Linked DNA regions of Mus musculus: region 1 is linked to region 2. Evidence: chromatin contacts called from public Hi-C data. All regions are on one chromosome and are shown on one strand. The core of a region is the stretch at or near the end of the contact, and the rest is flanking DNA. Distances in the headings are between cores, read along the strand shown.

Region 1 (2,775 bases), core at 194-2,693, 120 kb before region 2:
TAGCACAAGTTTTCAAAAACTGTCTGAAACCATGATTACCAGGCAGAAACAGATCAACACTTTTGCAGCAGTGGGGCTAGATGTTTTGACAGCCAAAGAAGGTGGTCTTTGCCTATTTCTTCAAGAAGAATGCTGTTTCTACGTTAACCAACTGGGATAGTGAGAAATAAAATTCAGGAGCTGCAATCAGACATACGTGAGACCTCTAGTTCTGGGATTTTTGAAAACCCTATATGGAAGTAGATAGTCCCTTTCATAACGCCTTTCCTAGTCAACCTCCTGGTGTTATTATTTGCTCCCTGCCTCATTAATCTTGTTTCTACATTCCTTCAATGACAAAAACAAAAAATGTCTAACCAAAGTATTAATCAGTTCCTGTTACAGGATTACCAGCTCCTGTCCACAGAGGAGCCTGATGCTAACATCTACCAAGTGGACCCCAATGATGAAAGTCAACTATAACCCAAAATTGTCGACACCCCTAGACAGCGGGAAGGAATTTAAGAGATCTGTTGCCCCTATTCCCCTTTTACCATAGGCTTCTCCCTCCTCTCTTTTTTTCTTCTCTTTATGATAAGCGAAGGGAGGTATTTTGGCATCAGAAACTGGATTTACAGTAGAAGGTCACCTCTGAATCCAGCAACATAGGCGACAGGGACCAGTACATCTGTTGCCATGGCAATCACCATACATGCCCAGCATCCACCTGGCCCACCTGCCCACATTTACCTGTGCGTGGTTACATCACAGCCCAAATAAAAGGCAGGCCCCTCCTAACCTTCACTCTCTTTCCTTCTTCATCATCGTTGTCCCCCTTTGCCACCATCCTCCACCCCCCACCCCCGCACACACACACACAATAAACCTCTAGAGTCCTGTGGAACTGTGCTGGCCTAGTGTGATCTGTCTGGACAAACTGCCATTCTAACATAACAAGTACAGTGGGGCTGGGTGTTCTGTAGCTAGTCTCTGTAGGGAGACCAGTCCTAGGCTGTAAACACTTTCGAGAAGGAAGTCAGAGGTGCTAGTCTTTGCACAAGTTAATCAAGCCTCCAGAAAGACTCAGACTCCCAAGCAAAGCTTTGCATTTCTCTTAAGCCCCAACCACATGGCGGTTTTGCCAATTGTTTTGTGGGTCTAAGGCCTTGGCCGTTCTAGACACAGTCGTGCCCATGTCATAATACACATACACTCAGGGCTTCCTCCTTGACCTACAAAAAGAGTCTGTTTACACTCACAGTTCAGTTTCCTCAAGGGTAAGAGTCCATTGTGGCAGAGAACACAGCAGCAAATGACAGGTTGGCAGTGCTGTGTTCTCAGGAAGCTGAGAGCTCAGGTGCAGAGCTGGGAGCACAAAGTCCTGACTGAAAACCGAAGAAGGTCTTTTACTCCCAAAGCCATTTATCTCCCCATGACTTACTTCCTCCAGCAAGGCAAGGCTTCACCACATGAAGAGCCACCGACAGCGCCACCAACTGTCCAAATACCTGAGACTCTGGGAGATAGTTTTTTTTTTTTTTTTCATTTAACCCCAGGAAGCAATAAAGTACTGTATGGCACGGAAGGTGAATGTGTTAATGCTCGAGATGAAGCCCAGGATGCTGACCTATGAATCGCTGCTCACTATATACGGTAATTCAGCTCCAGATCAGTGGCAGTTGTTTTGAACTCTTACCTACAGCCACCTGGGTTTCCCTGGGAAGCTGAAGCAGCTTTGTGCCTCACTCTCTTCCTGCCTGGTGGGTATACTATTTCAAAGACTCTCTGTTCTGCCCCACCCTGGCACCCAGGATTGCTATCAAGCTCTAGCTAAAGGCTCCACATCTCATACCTTACTGTTAATGTCTTGCCAGTAATTGTGAATTTTGACCAGTCCTTTTGTGTGTGTATTTTCACGTCTGTCTCATTCTCTCTCGACTGTTTTAGGACACGAGATGCATGTGCCTAGCCCTCGTGAGACCCCTCAGCAATGACTACGCGTGAGCCCTTCATGCACTAGAGGCTTCATCAAACAGAGCCACGCAAAGACTGCAGAGGGTTTAACAAGTTGCATTTTAAAGTACTTAGGAAAACGGGTTATTTAGTCTGAAATCACAAGCCGCAGGGCCAGAACTGAAAGCAATCTTCTGGAGATGTTTCTGTTCAACAATTGTTCTACCTGGGTTTCTGTTGCTGGGATAGACATAATGACACAAAGCAATTAGGTGAGAAAAGGGATTTATTCAGCTTGCACTTCTGGGTCTCGGCGCACCATTAAGGGAAATCAGTGCAGTCAAGCAGGAACTGAAGTAGAAGCCACAGTGTAAGGCTGTGTCTTGGCTTGCTCTCTGGTTTGCTCCTACACATGTTTTTTTAAGGATAAAACTTTTTTCTCTGCCATTTTTTGAGGTTATAATTATATTATTTCTCCCTTTCTTCCCTCCAACACTTCCCATATACCTTTCCTAGCTCTCTTTCAAACTCATGGCTTCTCTTTTTCCATTAATTGTTGTTACCTACATATAAGCATATGTGTGTGCTATATATATATTTTATATGCATATACACATATACACATACACACACATATGGCCTATCTAGTCTGCATGCTTTTACATTTACATATGTATACACATACACATATATACATACATATATATCCATATATACATATGTGTGTGTGTATATATATATGTATATATATATACATATATATATATATATCAGCTTTTTTCATGCAGCAGAGAACCACAAGCTCAAAGAATAGTCCTACCCACAGTAGGCTGAGCCCTTCCA
Region 2 (2,700 bases), core at 177-2,676:
CCAACAGGATACTATCTATTTCATCTATCAGCAGCACATGTGGTTTTAACCATGGTCTAGAAATAGGTTAAGAAATTCCCTTATGAAACCAATGTATCAGGATACTGCTTCTCAATTCTTGTTTTTCTCCAACTGTAATGATGCCTTTAGTCAGATTTTGGTGAAAGGGTCCCATTGGCCTGAGCACATGTTGACTCACTAATTTCTTATTTTGTCAGTAAGTCAGCTGATATGGAAATATTGCTGTTATATGTAAAAAATATACTGGAAAAATGCCAAGAATTTCTGAGAACCATCTCTCTTTCACAAGAGCATGTACACACACACATACACATATGCACACACACACACAATGAGAGAGAGATGGAGAGACACACTGATAGAGACAGAGACAGAGAAAGACAGAGATAGAGAGAATTAAATGTTGATTTTTGACTTTGTTTTTTCATTGATTACTTGTATGTCTGTGTGTCTATGACATGCATATCAGAGAGAAAAGATACTTAATTTCCAATGAAATAAGAGATAGTAAGGGTGAGAGAGAGAGAGAGCAAGAGAGAGAGAGAGAGAGAGAGAGAGAGAGAGAGAGAATCAACCACAAAGGTGACTTTTGGCTCTAATGTTGAGAGCGGTTCAGTTAGGAGGTAGTGTAAGACTCTGGCAAGCCTTAGTTTACTGGGGACTCCCTAATGAAGGACTCAGAGCCAGGAATCGATGCAAAAAGCAAGAGGAATTTATTGTTCCAACATGTTGGGGTCACCCTGCGTACGGAGAGAGAACAACCACGCGCAGCCCATTCGGTGAGCCTTTATACAGTTCTCCAGGCAGCAGCCATTAGGCACAATGTGATTGGCAGAACAGTGTGACTTTTAAACTGATTGGTCTTTAGGGAATGAGGTAGGTGGCTACAAGCTCTGGGCCTCCCCTACCCGCAGATGGTTTGTCTCTCCTTCAGGTGCTCTGAGGAATGTAATTAGCCCCACCCTTCCGGAGGGGAAGGGTGCCTATGACCTTTCTCTTCTAGGAGGGGAGAGGTCCTGTGGAATTTTCTAAAGTTCCTGAGCTGACCTCTTCACACAATTAATAATCGAAGACATGCCAGGTGATGACATGGGAAAGGAAGAGAAAGATGCCTCGGTGTGCACTGATAAACTAACCCGCAAACTGCCCTGAGGAGACCTCAACATACACTGAAAAGTTAACAGATACTATGTATCATTTTAAGTTTATATTTTATTAAGTTGCTGCATTAGCATGCGCAGAAATAGATTTCATTGTAGCATCTTATGACTATCATTAGACGGCTCTTATTTCTTCTTCTTCTCCACTGTTCTCACCACCCCCACCCCACACCTCTGTCCTTGTCCCTGTCGCTGCACCTCACAGCCCCTGCCCTCGGCTCTCTCCTTTCCCTTTGTTAGTCTCCTTAACAAGCAGCTGTCTCAGCTAATGGTAGCAGTCCAGCTTCCGTCACTTGTGCGTGGCCAGCTGGCTGCATTCGAATGAGAGACATTCTGAGCTATAATCAATCAAGCTGTGTATGTGTCTGTGACAAAATTTCGGCATATTCAGTACAGTCTGCTGAAGCTGTAACCTTGTTCACTAGGTAGCATTTAGGAAGAGCACTGCGTTATTAAACCCACAAAATAGACCAAAGAAGAGGCTCTTTGAACAATGCCCTGCCCTCAGCAACAATCAGGCAGGGCTTTGACCTTGAAACTGCACAGCACAAGACACTACTCAGGAAAGGCCAGCAGCCTCCACCTCACTTCTATTTCCTGTTGTACCCATTTTCTGGGATAGAACTTCTGGGAACCTCTGTTGGTTTGAAGGGCTGCCAATTAGCAAATCATCACTCGCTCAATTACACTTTTAAATACGACTTGCCTAAAGTTTCTTCTTACAGCTTTAGTATCTTAAGTGTTACGGCTATCTCAAGTAAACTAACTGAACTAATTGTGTGATAAACTTTAGTTCCACTATTGTGGCAGTTTGCTTGGCTCTTTTGAGTTTGACCAGTGTCGCATTTGGCCTCATTGGAGGAATCTGATGAGCAGGAAGCCTCCCCCTTGAGGGGTGAGCATACTTACCCACCCCAATCTGCACTGATGGAAGCCAGCTCAGACTTTCGCTATCAGAAAAAGTAGTTCACTTCGGTTGCAGCAGCTGAGCGGGAAGTCGCTTAAGCCTAAAGCTGTTGCTCAGCCTCTTCTCTCGTAGCCCTGTGGGAGTGCTTGCCTTGGAATGGTGTTAACACGGAGGAAAGGAGCTTAGAGAGTGGGAGAAAGGCTTCCTGGTGGCATCGTTTGTTCTACAGATCAAATCATGCCTCAAGCCCAACTACCTCTGCACTTGTTTGCAGTGGGAAAAGATCTTCATTAACTCAGACGTTTGCAGAAAACAGTGAGCATCAGAAAAAGAAGGGGAAAAAATGTATCGTAAATACATGATAAATATTTAAAGAATGAAAAAATCTCCTCATAAAAAGCAAAGTTGCCAGTTCTACAGACTGTTTAAGATTCTTTCCGTTGTTTTGAAGTGTACTATTAAATATAAACCGTCTCTTGCAAGATCAGAACTACAAAAGACCCAGACGTCAGAACCTGAAAAGGTGCCAGATGCTGGAGCCTTCAAAAGAAACAGAAGTGGCTAATGATTAAATGGAGGTCTGCTGTCACGGTCCTTGGTCTTTCCAAGTGG

The links. Hi-C and Micro-C count contacts between places; a contact is called where the count stands out from the background.
Region 1: a contact with region 2 is called in a Hi-C map of cerebral cortex, with 2.4 times the contacts expected there. The contact joins the promoter of 9330182O14Rik here to the enhancer-like site in region 2. A contact is called at or near these places in 19 of 484 Hi-C or Micro-C datasets (the Ba/F3 cell line, the G1E-ER4 cell line, the HL-1 cell line and 12 more), 4 of 115 datasets of contacts at active chromatin or transcription factors (acute myeloid leukemia, bone marrow-derived dendritic cells, double positive thymocytes and 1 more) and 2 of 9 other capture datasets (embryonic stem cells and pancreatic islet).

Annotation. Positions count from the first base shown.
Region 1 is chr15:40,133,033-40,135,807 of GRCm38.p6, reverse strand. 9330182O14Rik (RIKEN cDNA 9330182O14 gene) reads right to left here and starts at 1,443. Exons shown (of 4, transcript NM_001256056.1): 1 at 1,239-1,443.
Region 2 is chr15:40,017,702-40,020,401 of GRCm38.p6, reverse strand. No RefSeq gene overlaps it. Among named protein-coding and RNA genes, the nearest start is that of Gm33251, 26 kb to the left of the region's middle. Within about 2 kb of position 1,426, at least 36 of the 459 cell types and tissues checked have an H3K27ac peak or open chromatin away from gene starts, as enhancers often do. A contact at or near this core is called in cerebral cortex and embryonic stem cells, where this site is marked.